Regions from separate parts of the Drosophila melanogaster genome. Here region 1 is linked to region 2. The links are chromatin contacts, called in public Hi-C maps. All regions are on one chromosome and are shown on one strand. Each heading gives the region's core, a stretch centred on a gene start, on an enhancer-like site or on the middle of the called end of the contact. The rest is flanking DNA. Distances are from core to core; before and after follow the strand shown.

Region 1 (6,716 bases), core at 3,698-6,197, 1.7 Mb before region 2:
TGCAGCCCTGTTCGAACTTTTATGACCATCAATCATACGGATACATTTGTATCTTGTATCTACAAAGCGAACAATTTGCGCATTGCGAAATCGCCCAAATCGTACATAGTAGTATGTATACAAATATTTGGCCGTCTTTTTATCATAATCAAAATAAAAACTGATTGAGTTAACACCTTATTCGCATTCGCATTCGCATTCCCAGTTGGTTTGCGTGGGGGCTTTGCGTGTCCGCTTTATCAGCGATATGGCGACGTCTACCGATCATGTGCTTCAGCGGCAAATTTGTCACGCTTATCAGTTCGCTCCGAAAACGACGGGGGTGTTAGTTATAAAGGGGGCTTATACAATGTACCATATAGTATATATGCTATAAGGAGATATGGACAACAGACTGGGCGGGGCGCATTGTGGAAAGGCTAAAAGCTATCTGAAATGCTGCACGCATTACTGATTTAGACAATTTTACTTGCAAATCATACAGGAAGATATAAATGTATATATATATATATACAGTATTACAGATTTCTATTTGCAATGCATTTAGTATTGTTCGGCAATGCATTCTCCCAACAAGGTGACATTTTTACTGAGTTGCATAAGCCTGCGATTAAACATATTGTTGTAATATACACAAATGTACATATGTACGTCGATTGTTTGTGAATTAGTATTATAAGAGGAGGTTAGTCAGCATAAAGTTCATGTCATGGTACATATGTAAATTTGGATCATAAAGCCTTTATGGATGGGAGAAACCCTTAGCTGATAACAGCAAAAAAAAAAAACATAACGCTGTTGATACGAAGTGTTGATATACGATGGGATTCATTAATTATTTATTATTCTGATGGCAAGGAGGGGGGGTTTTTTTTCGCCGGATTTTAGCCATGAACATCTGAAGTTTGGTCAAATAGTGATGATTTGGTTCCATTATCTCTCGTATCTCGGGACCCTCGAACTTTCCATGACGTTTAAGAAGGCGGCGTGTTATCACGCGCATAACTAGAATTCTGGATTGGCATTAATCCAGGTGGAAAAAATGGTCCACTTGAGCTTTGCCCGCTGGTCATAAAATCCCTATTTAGATTCGCTAATCAAAAATGCGCACCGGTCGTAAAAGCTAATGTACAAATTGTGTATAAATTATGCATTTGCTCTTATGCAATCGCTTGATCATCTGTTTACTTTTTCCGCTCTCTAACGGCACTCTTCTTACTTTCCACTCTCTCTTTCGCTTACTCTCTAATTCTCTGTCTCTCCCCTCTTGGTTTGTTTTGGAAAAACAAAAGGAAAAAGGCTTGTGGGCGTTACGTAAGAGTTGTCACGATTTGTGACGTATTAGCGGAGAGGCGTTAAAAAATTTCGCGTGTTGCCATTTCGTCAAACTACGTCAAACGCAAATAAAACAGCGCTTTTTTGCTTTGGCCTAAACACTTGGCAGAAATATGTGGGTTATTGGCCAATTTGCTGCATATAAAATATGTAGATATATTGCATGTAATTGTTGGAAGTGGAAAACAAACAAATTAAACCTTTTCTACTGTAACATTTACAAGAATTATTTATAGACAAAATAAGCAAAAACCTAAAAGCAGAGAAAAGAAAAACAAAATTAAATAAAACGCGTCAGCACCAACATTTTTTTGGCACTCGGCCAGCGGCGGCAGAACAGGAAGAAGAAGATTTGGGGAGTGTGCATAACATTTGGGGAATCTACACGGCGAGAAATAATTGCAGCATACATTAATAATTAATTTAATAATTATCGCAGACTGCACAAATAACAAAATTGGGTCAAAATTACACTTGTAATTACTGTTTCCCTTGATTTTAATTTTAAATGAAGTTATATGTATTTGATTGTTCATATATGCATTATACATTATTATAATTCTGTTATTATTAAAGGACACTTTCAAACGTTTGTTTGTTATTAAAGTTGCCGCATTGACCTTAATTTCCTTTTTTGCCTGTGTACTTATTACCCCACGCAGGTCAAAGAGAAAGCAAATCACCCCCGAAAAAAATCAAAAGGAGGCTCGTCCTGCAAGCCCTTTTTTGTGTGTATGTGTGCACGCCGTGGGTGTACATTTGTACGTACGTGTGTGTGTGTGTGCTATTGATTTTTCTCATTACAAAATCGCAAGTACTATTCTTTTTGTCATTTTTCTCGTTCTTGGCATTATGCAATCCGCTCACATGCAAATGTGCATTGCCGGTGGGTGGTAAGTGGGCGTGCTGCTGCTCCTCCTTTTGCTTTAAGGTCATTCGGCGGACACTTCTCTTTTGCAAAAGAGAGATGGTGTGTCTTCCTTCTATCGCTTTTGGCAACAACAAAAGCACAGCATAAGCATAGTGACACGCATGAGAAACGAAACGGGAACGAATGAAAGGGGAAAATGGTATTCTCTGTTTTTTTCTCTGCTCTCTCTTGCTCGACCAACTCTCTCTGCCTTACGCTCTTTTTCTTCACTTCGCTCTGCGCCGTGGCATTTGTTTTTGTTGTTGTAAATTTACAAGAATAAGACCCAAAAAAAATCAAGCCGGACTTGTGGAAATTTACCAAAAAAAAATTTAAAGCGGGCGGCCCAAAAAGAGACAAAGTTCGTTAAACCCACAAAGAATATAGAGATTTTTATTTATAGGCATTCCGATGTTGCCAAAAAAAAAAAGAAATGGGCGAATTTCATTTGGCGATTATGTAATGTATTAGAAGACACACATACACACAGGCACACACATACGTACGTACATGCATACACGTTAGCACTTATCATTCGCCAACAACAATGAAGAGAATAAAGTTCTTAATCGCAAGCACATGTCTGGAAATTCTTTTTTTTTCAATTCCAGCGTGACGTGTGTTGAAGAAGAAGAAGAGGATGGGAAAAGAGGAGTAGGATCAGATGAGGGATGGGTTGAGGAAGAGCGAAAGGGAGGGGAGAGGACGAAGGTTTTAACAACAGAAGCGACACACTTTACGGTTAGCTAACTGGAAGGAGGTGGATAGAGATCCCAGGAAAGCATGGGAATTCGATACACTGGTCGAAAAGCAAAGGGGTAATTCGAAAAGTTAAAATGAAGAACTCACCTGTGCCTCGGACAATTTCCGTGCGGAAATGCGATAGAGCGACATGGCAATGCGATTACGTACGGCTGCGAGTAGAAGAAAAACACTTTCGCCTTGGCTAGAAAAAAACACACACACAGAAAAAAATTTGCTTTCCTTTTTCTGGAAGTGAAGTGTTCTTTTCGTGGGTCTCTCGTCTAGCAGCTGCGCGGCAACTGAATGGCGCCAATCGCATTTTCTGCGGGAAGGGGCGGCACGAGCGCAAAGAACACCCGCTAATTCCCACGCAACGGCGTTTTCCGCTCTCCCCCAGAAAGGTCACACTTAAGGTGGGCTGCCTGCTCTGGTACTTGAAAAAAAACGCCCACGCAACTTATTTAATTGAAATAGATGTTATATGCTTTGGATGCATTTTTGCTCTACTAAGATCCATATAAATTGACATTTGCTCGAGTGCAGACTAGTTTTCAATTCCAATTTTAAAAAAGTCTATTAGCTATCCCAGTCGACACCCCCCATTTCCATGCATTTTAAACCGCTCCCTGACATTGTCTGTTTGCTATAGAGTATAAATACTGTCGTGTGAGGGAAATATCTTTTTATTGCGGGAAAATCAAACACCGACTTTTGTAAAAAATAATCATATTTCAACTGAAGTTTTATAATAAAGCTTTGCCGAAAAAGGCCACAGATCAATAAAAAGTTCGATATTCACGAAGACGTTTATCATCATAACTTTGTTAAAACTTGTCGTACAGTTTACAATTTAGTAGTTTTAATTACTTAGTTTTAGTAGTTTTTTTACTTTTAGTAGCGAATTCGCAGTGCTAGGATTCCTACCACTTTTTGAAGGATTTAGGGAAATTAATTTTTGGGTCAATTTTTTTTTTGTAAGGGGTAACATCATCAAAATTTGCAAAAATTGGCCAAAAAATAGAATTCCTATTTTTTGATACAGTTCGACAGGGAATTTAAATACGAGCTCGACGAGGTATTGCATTCCGTATTCAGACAATTATTTTTAAAGTTATGGCAAAAAAAAACTGATTCTTTTATGACGGAAAATCGAAAAAAATTATTTTTGCAAAAATTACAAAATTATAGATGGGCATTTTAATCATAACTTGACTAAAAGTGATCACAAAGCGAAAAGAATAACTGTTTTGAGCAGCTAATTGCGAAGGCTAACCATCCCAATCACTTTTTGACCGATTTGGAAAAACTAATTTTTTGGTAATTTTTCGCATTTTTTGTAAGGGGTAACATCATCAAAATTTGCGAAAAATGGTCAAAAAATAGAATTTCCATTTGTGGATACAGTTTGATAGGGAATTTAAATACGAGCTCAACGAGATATGGAACTCCATATTTGGACAAATATTTTTAAAGTTGTGGCCAAAAAACTGATTCATTTTTGAACGAAATTTGGAAAAACAGATCTTGGCAAATATTAAATAAAATTTGTTTATGGTCATATGGTCTTGGTCACCTTTCTCGCTGTTATGGAAAAATCAGATGAAGGGAGATTTATATTAAAAGAAAACTCACTTGGGCATCCTGCATATCAGGCATGTTCAAGGTTTCCGGAGTCGCCGATTGTTGCTGCTCCTTGAGATTGCCAGTCACGTTATCCTTTTTGGAACGCATTCGGAATGAACTTGGAGTCCCAATGGACTTCGAGTCCCACATAGAATTTTTAGCCAAATAACGTCGTTGAAAGGCAAAATGATGGCCCAAAGAGCCATTTCCGAAACGGCGTACGAACATTACTACTTTTAGCTGTAAATATATACGATATTTCGAAGTTTCTAGTTCGCTTTTTCTCTTGTTTTTGGGAATGTGAAAGCTAGTGATGTAGGATACAAAAATTTATTTTGACAGGAAAGCGATTGCGATAAATATAGGGATGGTATCAAACAGTTCGGAATACTGTATATACTGTAATACCGTATAAACGTTTGCACGTTCTACTGTGACTTGTTGTTGTGATTGTCTTTCGATAATAATATAATATAAATCAAATAAATTGACTCAACTTTTCACGTTAGAAAATATTTTTCAACTTCGTTTGCAGTATTCGCCACTTTTTGGTATATTTTCGTCACTACTTGGTATTTTACCCTGCCCCAAGTCAGGCCACACTGCCTTGGTGTTATGCAAAAAACGTCATTTTTTTGACAATTCAACAGATTTTTTCCCTTTATTCGAGCGTAAGTCCCAGTTTACCGGCCAAACAGCCGACTGATATATACTTTGTACCACAGGAGGAGTCACCATGGCGACGGCAGTGCCGCATTGTCCCCCGAAACAGGACCTTCCACCGCCGGGCGGCTACAAGAAGATACCCTTTGCCCGCGTGCCACCGAAGAGCTACTTCACAGGTGAGCTCCTCCAAATCCCATTGATCTAACCATATATGTGCTGGTAACTATATCAATCCCTCGGCAGGCTTCACCACCATCGGCACCTATGTGGTTGTGACAGCCGTTGGCCTGGGCATCTACTACTTGACCGCCAAGAAGGTGAAGCGCGACGAGATCGAGATGCGTTCCGCCCAGAATGTCATCTTTCCCATTTTGGTCGCCGAGCGGGATCGCGAATTCCTGCGCCAGTTGCGACGCAATCGGGACGAGGAGGCCGAGCTGATGAAGAACGTGCCCGGCTGGGAGGTGGGCACCTGGTATGGTGAGCCCGTTTTCAAGACCCTGCCCGAGGATACCCTGGTCACGCCCATTTTCAAGGAGTTCTACGCCCACTCCGACTGGAAGTCGTACGCCAAGCGTGCCCACTTGAAGCTCTGGTCCTAAATCGGCCTAGTTAATGGATTAGTTAATGCCTAAGCACGCACCTTTTTGTTTGTAGATCATCCGCCTAAGCGCCAAAAAAAGAAAGTATCGACCAATTATAATGTCAGATCAGATTGGCTGAAATACCGATTCTCTTTGTGTGTGTTTAATCCAAATCCTGTGCTGGACCACCCGAGGTAGCCAGAGATTTTTACCAAACCGGGGGCGTTGCCGTCCAGCTGCAATATAGCCCACGGGCAGTGCTCAAAAATGGCCAAATTAGATGGATTTGGTGGCACCAACAGCGGGGAATCCCAGTTGGCTGTGTCACCAAATTAAAATCTAATTGAAAATCTGCTGCTTAGTAAAAATAATAAATTCACAACATAAAACACTACGAAATGCTTATGATTCAATAGGGATTATTAAAATAGCAATGAAGAAATCTTGAGCCATTGAAAAACATTCTTGATTTATTTTATTTTTATTTTTTATTGAATTCAACATCGATTTGACGCTCGTTTTGTGTGTCAGTATTTGGAGTTTCGGGTTATTACACAATAGCGGGTGATCGTGAGCTCTAACATTAAGTAGTCGTAATTATAAGTAAGTAATATATATCTATACATGGGCCATGATCGACATCCGTCGACATGCTTTTATCTTCAATTGTAAACCGCAGAGTTGGCCTGAAATCATATAAAAAAAAAAACAACTGTGTGTGTGGATTTGTGTACAACTAGGTAAAAGATAAACCCTTTCCTTTGGAATCGCTTGACGACAGTGGCCCCCGTTGTGGCTCCCAAAAAATACAATATGGGTGTGGACTTATGTTTGCGTGTAGATAAACAGCAGCT
Region 2 (6,868 bases), core at 2,666-5,165:
TTCGTAGCATACTTCTGCGAGCAATGGCATTGCTTATTAGTTGCGAAAAGCACAGCAAAGCAGGGGAGAAGCAAGGCAAACAGCGGAGCTCACTAAGTGCGCTTGGCATTTTGCAATTGCAACCTCAAAATCAGCGGGTGGAAAATGTGGGATTGGTTGTGGGAGTGGGCGAAAGGGGCTGGCTAGGCGATGTGGCTGTGTGGCAAAGGCAAGATGGCCAAGTGGCGTGGCGTAGCAAAGCAAAGCAACCGCAACCAATTTTAGTCGCTAGGATACCCGGACCCGGCGCTCTTTGTGCTGACACATTCGCACGATCCAATATTTTCCGTAATTTACTGAAAACGCCTAAGCAAAGGCGACCAGCAAAGCTCCACACGCAGCTAATCACAAAGTAGCAATCGAATTCACAAATACAGTTAGCACCCGCTAAACGCCTTGGCATGCCATAATACATTTTAGTATTATAATTTTTATCTTTGGCTTTACTCTATTTGATTTTAAGAAAGTATACAGCTAATTATATCTTCTTTACCTGCGATATCAATTGGCTTTACATTGTCTACTTTGCATAAATCTGAATGATAAGATGTATTATCTTGTTATATGATGAGCAATATGCCATTCTCAATTCAGATTTCTTCCTGTTCAGAAACAGATTGACGAGATTAATTTCCGATATGCTCGGTGCTGCTTTGCATACGTATGTATGTATTTATGTTCAGTCTTGAAACGTATTTTTTTATCGGCGTCTGGAATTTGTTGCGATTTAGCAGGTTCGTTCGTGTTCCTGACGTTTGACAGTAACGTGCAGGGCAGACAAATCATAACGGTAAAGCTGGCAAAACTGTTGGCGGGCGGAATCGCACACAGTGAGAGCGAGAGAGGGAGGGATAGGGATTGCGGATAGGCGGGTGGGGATGGGAGGTAGACAGCCGAGAGTTGACAGGTGGCCAAAGGCAATGGAGTGAGAGGGACGGCATGTGTGTATTTGTATGGATGCTGCAGCTACCTCCACTTCTTCTTCTTCTCGCTTTTCTGATGAAGTCAATTAGAAAACTGCATTGACAGTTAAAAAGTGTAGGGGAAAGAGAGAGGGGAAAGAGGCAAGACAGGAAGCGGAAGAGAACACAAGTTGTATATTTATGAACATGAAACAGTGCTTGTTTTCAGCATTATTTTTTTGTTCAGTGTTAATCAAACACACATATAAAAATTCGTGTGTGTGTGGCTGCGTGAATGACTAGCAAAAAGCGTTCCATAGTAACTGCTGCAGGTCCCGGTCCAGTCCTGTCTCTCTCTCTCTCTCTTTCTCTTTTTCTCTCTGTGCTATCAGCCTGACATTTATATATAAATATATTAAATATATTAAATATATAAATATATTAAATATATAAATATATATATATATTTTAAATATATATATATATAAATATGTATATGCGTAAATGCCTAGCAAAAGGCTGGGACGGGGCCCTGCACCTGCTAATATGTAACGCTTTTTGCTAGTCATTCATTTTTTATATATATTTATGTATATTTTTTATAGATATATTATATACATATATTATTATATATATATATATATACTAGACTGGACGGGGCCCTGCACCTGATACTATGCAACGCTTTTTGCTAGTCATTCACGCAGCCACACACACGCGCCGCTTGCACATACACGCTGGGTAATTGAATTTCCCGTTTGCAATTGGAAACCCGCGAATTTTCAATGCAGGACTACACTCGGCTTCCCTCGCCGAACCTCTACTGTACTCTAATTAGCAATTTTCACACAGCCTAAGGGAAGAACAACTGAAACTTTCGACAGCTGATCAATCATTAGCCCGATTGTTCTCGAAAAACGTTGCGAAAACTCTGCTGAAACCGCTGACAAAAAATCACAAAATCTTCTACTATTACCTGCGTTTCTATGCATAATTAAAATGACGTCAACCCGAAAACTTGATATCAGCGTAGCTCCAAATAAGAGCCAGAAGCTGACAAAAAAAATGTTTTCTGTGTTCTCCCACACATTTTGCACCACGGGAACTTTTCGCATTATTAAAATGCATAACGTTGCTTTTGCATTCAAGAACATTCACACGGCGTTTTCTTTTTGTTTTTTGCTAGGTATTTTCTATGACTTACCTTTTAATTTTTCCTGATTGCGCGCGATTTTTTCACTCATAGTTCAACAGCTGTCACCAAATAAATTCTAATGCAATACCAAATTTGAACTTAAAAAAAAAAAGTTGTGGGCAGGAAAAATGCGGAATGCGTGTGTATGTGTTTGCTTATTTCTCTTTCGGTTTATTTTTTTTTTTAACAATTTTGCACGCAATACAAATTTAGCACGCCGCGGCTACTTCACTTTGAGAACAGAGAACGAGAAAAAAAAGAACAGTAGATAGGGAATTGTTTTTTCAGAAGATCTCTAGGAACCGGGTTGAAAAAACATTTGCCCCAATATACTTTATTGTGCGTGGATGTGTGGGTTTTTTACCGCTAAGCGTGTCGCCTGAATTTTACACTGGAACGGTAAATGGAAGGTAGAAACACCCTGACTTCTCGACAACTGAAACACAACTGAACGTTTTGCTTGCTGGTGATTAACTGAGTGACGGCTTCTATTTCGGTTTTCGACTTCGGTTAATCACACGACGGACGACGAGCTCCAACATACGAGTCGTAGGCGGCTCTGATTGGCCAGAACACGGCCGCGTCTGGCAGGCCACGCTTGGCGGGCGACGTCTGGCACCAGTGATGCTTATTATCGATTCGATAACACTTACCGATGTAGGGATGCTAATAATTGACTAGTAACGGGGGAATATTTTGTCGAGTATGGAATTAAAATCCGCGTAAAACTGTTGAAAGTCAAATATGTTCTCTGAAATCCTGCACTCGATAACCGGTATTCAATATTCGATTGAATGCAATTTAAAGACGGACATCACTGATATAGGAGTTCTAAACGATACAAGCAGCTGACTTTTCGGGTGCATTCGATTTAGCTTATCGCAAATATCAATTTATTTTATCGCACGCACTCGATTTATTTTATCATCTATGTATACATTTTTTTTTTTTAATTTTATATAAAAGAATTACTATTGCTGGCTAGCGGTGTTTCGATAAAAAAAACATATTTTTTGTATTGCAAGTAATTAAAACTATTTACAATAATAATGTTAAAGAAATCCAAGCCATACATTGTACATTCGATTAAATTTTGTATGATGCAACATAGTTTCAAAAGAAATCGACATGTAACTGACGAGAATATAAAAGCTGAGACGGATAATGAAACATATCTTTAATGTTATAAATTACAACCAGTTTGTTTCCAAATTTTTTTTCATTGACATACTTATTGCGTCAAGTAATAAACTAATTTAAAATAAGCATATGTAAAATAATAATGATACAATTAGTTTTTTTTATAAATGAAAACATTTATAATTATATGTTTGTCAAAAAATGCATTATAAAATGATATAAACGTTTGAAAATATACAGTACCCAAAATAATATTTGTATTCTTAATAATCTCGTTAGTTATCCGTAACTTGTGGTATTCATATATATCGCTATAAACATACGACTTTAGCTATATGAATGTATTTGAATGAGATGTGCAATAAGAAAATCGTTACCTTTTTTTAAACAGCTTATTGTGAATTCAATTATGATTATCATAATTCATTATGGAGACCAGACATTGTTTATTAAACTTATTGCTTTTAAATGTTAGAACAAATTTTAATTGCCAGAGAAAACTTACTTATAACAACTTATAATAAGTGTATAAATTACGAAAATCTTAAAAATAATGCACTCAATACATTCATCGATTGCAACCCCGTCCTCGTTGTTATCGATTGGTGTGCTGCCAGCATTATACATCGCCTATGGAGCGTGGTGTTTTCGACCTACTTTCACAACGGTCACACGCTTTCTATTTGATTTTTTTTTCAACATAATTTTTGTTAAACAATTTGCCGTGAATTTTGTTGTGTGTGTGGATGTGGACGTGCTGACAGCCAAAAAAATTAAAATAAAAAAAAAAGAAAAGTGTTCGCAAGTCGAGAGCAGAATCGAACGGCAAAAAATGCTGGCGAACAACAAATCATCAAGGTAAAACTGCGCGCCTTGGTCATTAAGTCTTTCATCGAGGATAAAAGACCGATGTCTTTTAACGTTATTGCTGTAAGCAAAAGCAGAAATCACAATCTACTCATAAATCCTCGATTTGGTGCAAATTAAAGGAAATTCATCGGTTTTTGGCGGCCAGTTGCAAACACAAAATACTAAATACGCTAGATGGAGCACGCATACACGCAAGCTCGTTGGCGAACGTAAATTACATACATCATATAGATAGTCGTCCCGCTTGCACTGCCCGTCACAGCGAGGGCTGCGAGAGCGAGAGCGGGAGAGAGAAAGGCCTGAGTCGCTTTTTCTTCTTGTACTTTATATATTTTTTATTGTTTTTTTGTGTTGTGTTGCGTTGTACGTGTGTGTGAGAGTGCCAAATGTCAACGGAAATTACAACACTGCGAGACGGAGAAGTCTAAAAGGCAGAAGAAGAAGAAGCAGCAGCAGGCAGCATAAACAAAACTCGGGGGAAAACCACAAAAAATAACAGAGGGAGAAGCAGGAAGATGTTGCCCGCCAATAACAGGAGTAGCACCAGCACCCATACCAACACAAATGCCAACACAATCAACGCCACTACCAATACCACCAACAGATGCCTCATCAATACGGCCATCGAAAAAACGGTAGTCCGTTTGCGAGAGACGGCAGCGAATAGCGGTACTTTCCAGGACTCAGATGAGTCGTCCGTGGAATTTGATATTATTAACTATTATGGGGACGACGGCGGCACAACTCCAGCACCAGCTCCAGCCACAGCCTCCGTTACTCGCCACGGCGGCAGCAGCAGCGGCAATAACAACAATAACAGTGCATGCCATCCAGCACTGGATGCCAGCAGTGATGTTGTTGTTGTTGAACCGGCAGCGGTAGGAGTCGCACAGGAGGAAGAGGAAGAGCCGGAGCAAAGGCCAGAGAGGATCAGCATACCCATTCCCGACCTGGCGTTCACCGAGATGGAAGCATATGCCGAGGATATAGTCGTCGATATGGAGGGGGGATCACCAGCCAAGCCTTTAAATCCAAAGAAACAACGTTTAAACTCAGCAACAACCACAACAATAAATCGCTCGAGGGGCGGCGGAGCGGCACAGAGTCGATTACGCCGGTCGGCGGCCATCGTTCCACCGCGATCGATTCCAGAGAGCTGTGCCAGCAGCAGCAATTCCAATTCGAGCAGCAGTTCCAACAGTAATTCCAGTTCCAGCTCCGCTACAGGAAGTAGCGCATCCACCGGCAATCCGTCGCCGTGCTCCTCCCTGGGCGTCAATATGCGCGTAACTGGACAATGCTGCCAGGGAGGCCGGAAATACATGGAGGATCAGTTCTCGGTGGCCTACCAGGAATCACCGATCACCCACGAACTGGAATACGCATTTTTTGGCATCTACGACGGACACGGCGGTCCCGAGGCCGCGCTCTTCGCCAAGGAGCACCTTATGCTCGAGATCGTCAAGCAGAAGCAGTTCTGGTCTGATCAGGATGAGGATGTCCTGCGGGCAATACGCGAGGGATACATCGCCACACATTTCGCCATGTGGCGGGAACAAGGTGAGCAAGAAATAGCTGGGAAACTAAGCCATCTTACAGTTGAGACAACCCAAAGAAAGCAGTTAGTTGGCATAAAGATTTTAAATCATACGAAAAAAAGAGAATATAATATACTTGTATTTGTATTTGTTTTTGTGCCTTCTCTCATGCAATTTCATATCAAAATTGTTGCCAATGCCAAGCGACCGTTAGAGATGCGCGAAAACTGAATTAACTGCCAGTTGGCGGCATTCAAACCGCGTAAGTCCCCGTTGTCAGGGTTGCCGTTTCGCACCACCCCCCCACCCACACAAAAAAAAGTTGCCTCAAGTTTCGAGCTGCTCCCTTGGGTCTCCCATCTCTAGGTAATTATGCAACCGTGTGTGGCGATGACTCAACCATCGCTCAATTGCTCATCTCTATTGTCAGCCCACACTAAAAAGATACAAGTACAGCAGCAGATACAGATACAAATGCACACACACACTTAGTTATCGCGAGTGGAATATTCCACGGACTTGCCATATGGCTGTACTCTCGCCAAGCATGGCAACCCCGCTGTGAGTTAGAGCGGGACGTCCGTATGGCGGCGCGGCCCACCAAGGCGTTTCGAAATGCGAGAACGAAAGAGATGCAACGAGTGAGAGAGCGAGAGGTGGCCAAAGAGAAAAGAAAATAAATGTGTGCCCATTTTCCTATTCGCATAACAAAAACAATGTACACAGAAATTCAAGGGATGCCAGAAACGCAGATACACGTTTGTAGGTGTGTATCTGTGTGGGAAATATCAATATCCGTCGTTTCGATATACCAATATATTCAGTTAAGCGCCAAAAATCCAGGGGCCTTAGAAAATGATTTTTTCAACTGCTTGCATCATGTAAAGTGGCTGTTTAAATGCTATTACTCATTGCCTCATTAAATATATAAATATAAGTAGAAATTGTATTTAGTTGTTTGGGAAAATCCAGAATTTTAAAGCGATTTGGTATTGTTTTCTTTTTGTCCTTACCCTATTCATTTTTTATAATTTCATTAAGTTATTTAGGTTTTCTGTTAAAATGAAGGAAATTTTATGACTTACACAACCATTTTTTTTTTTTTTTGTTAAGGCTTAATTCTTCTTTGATAACGTATAAGTTAAGTTGGAATTATGGAAAATTCTAAAATCTGGTATTATCCT

What was found. Hi-C and Micro-C count contacts between places; a contact is called where the count stands out from the background.
Region 1: a contact with region 2 is called in a Hi-C map of the Kc167 cell line, with 6 times the contacts expected there. The contact joins the promoter of kdn here to the promoter of Pp2C1 in region 2. A contact is called at or near these places in 4 of 107 Hi-C or Micro-C datasets (the Kc167 cell line, embryo, eye imaginal disc and 1 more).

What each region holds. Positions count from the first base shown.
Region 1 is chrX:6,348,860-6,355,575 of dm6, reverse strand. It overlaps kdn (knockdown), which reads right to left and starts at 4,947. Exons shown (of 3, transcript NM_167072.2): 1 at 4,622-4,947. The coding sequence starts at 4,840. ND-B16.6 (NADH dehydrogenase (ubiquinone) B16.6 subunit) reads left to right here and starts at 5,175. Exons shown (of 3, transcript NM_001316630.1): 1 at 5,175-5,283; 2 at 5,338-5,454; 3 at 5,522-6,560. The coding sequence starts at 5,349. The coding sequence ends at 5,880. It overlaps CG3847, which reads right to left. Exons shown (of 1, transcript NM_132089.4): 1 at 6,340-6,716.
Region 2 is chrX:4,683,950-4,690,817 of dm6, reverse strand. Pp2C1 (Protein phosphatase 2C) reads left to right here and starts at 3,915. Exons shown (of 3, transcript NM_001297938.1): 1 at 3,915-5,706. The coding sequence starts at 4,662. It overlaps ctp (cut up), which reads right to left and starts at 2,615. Exons shown (of 3, transcript NM_167015.3): 1 at 2,146-2,615.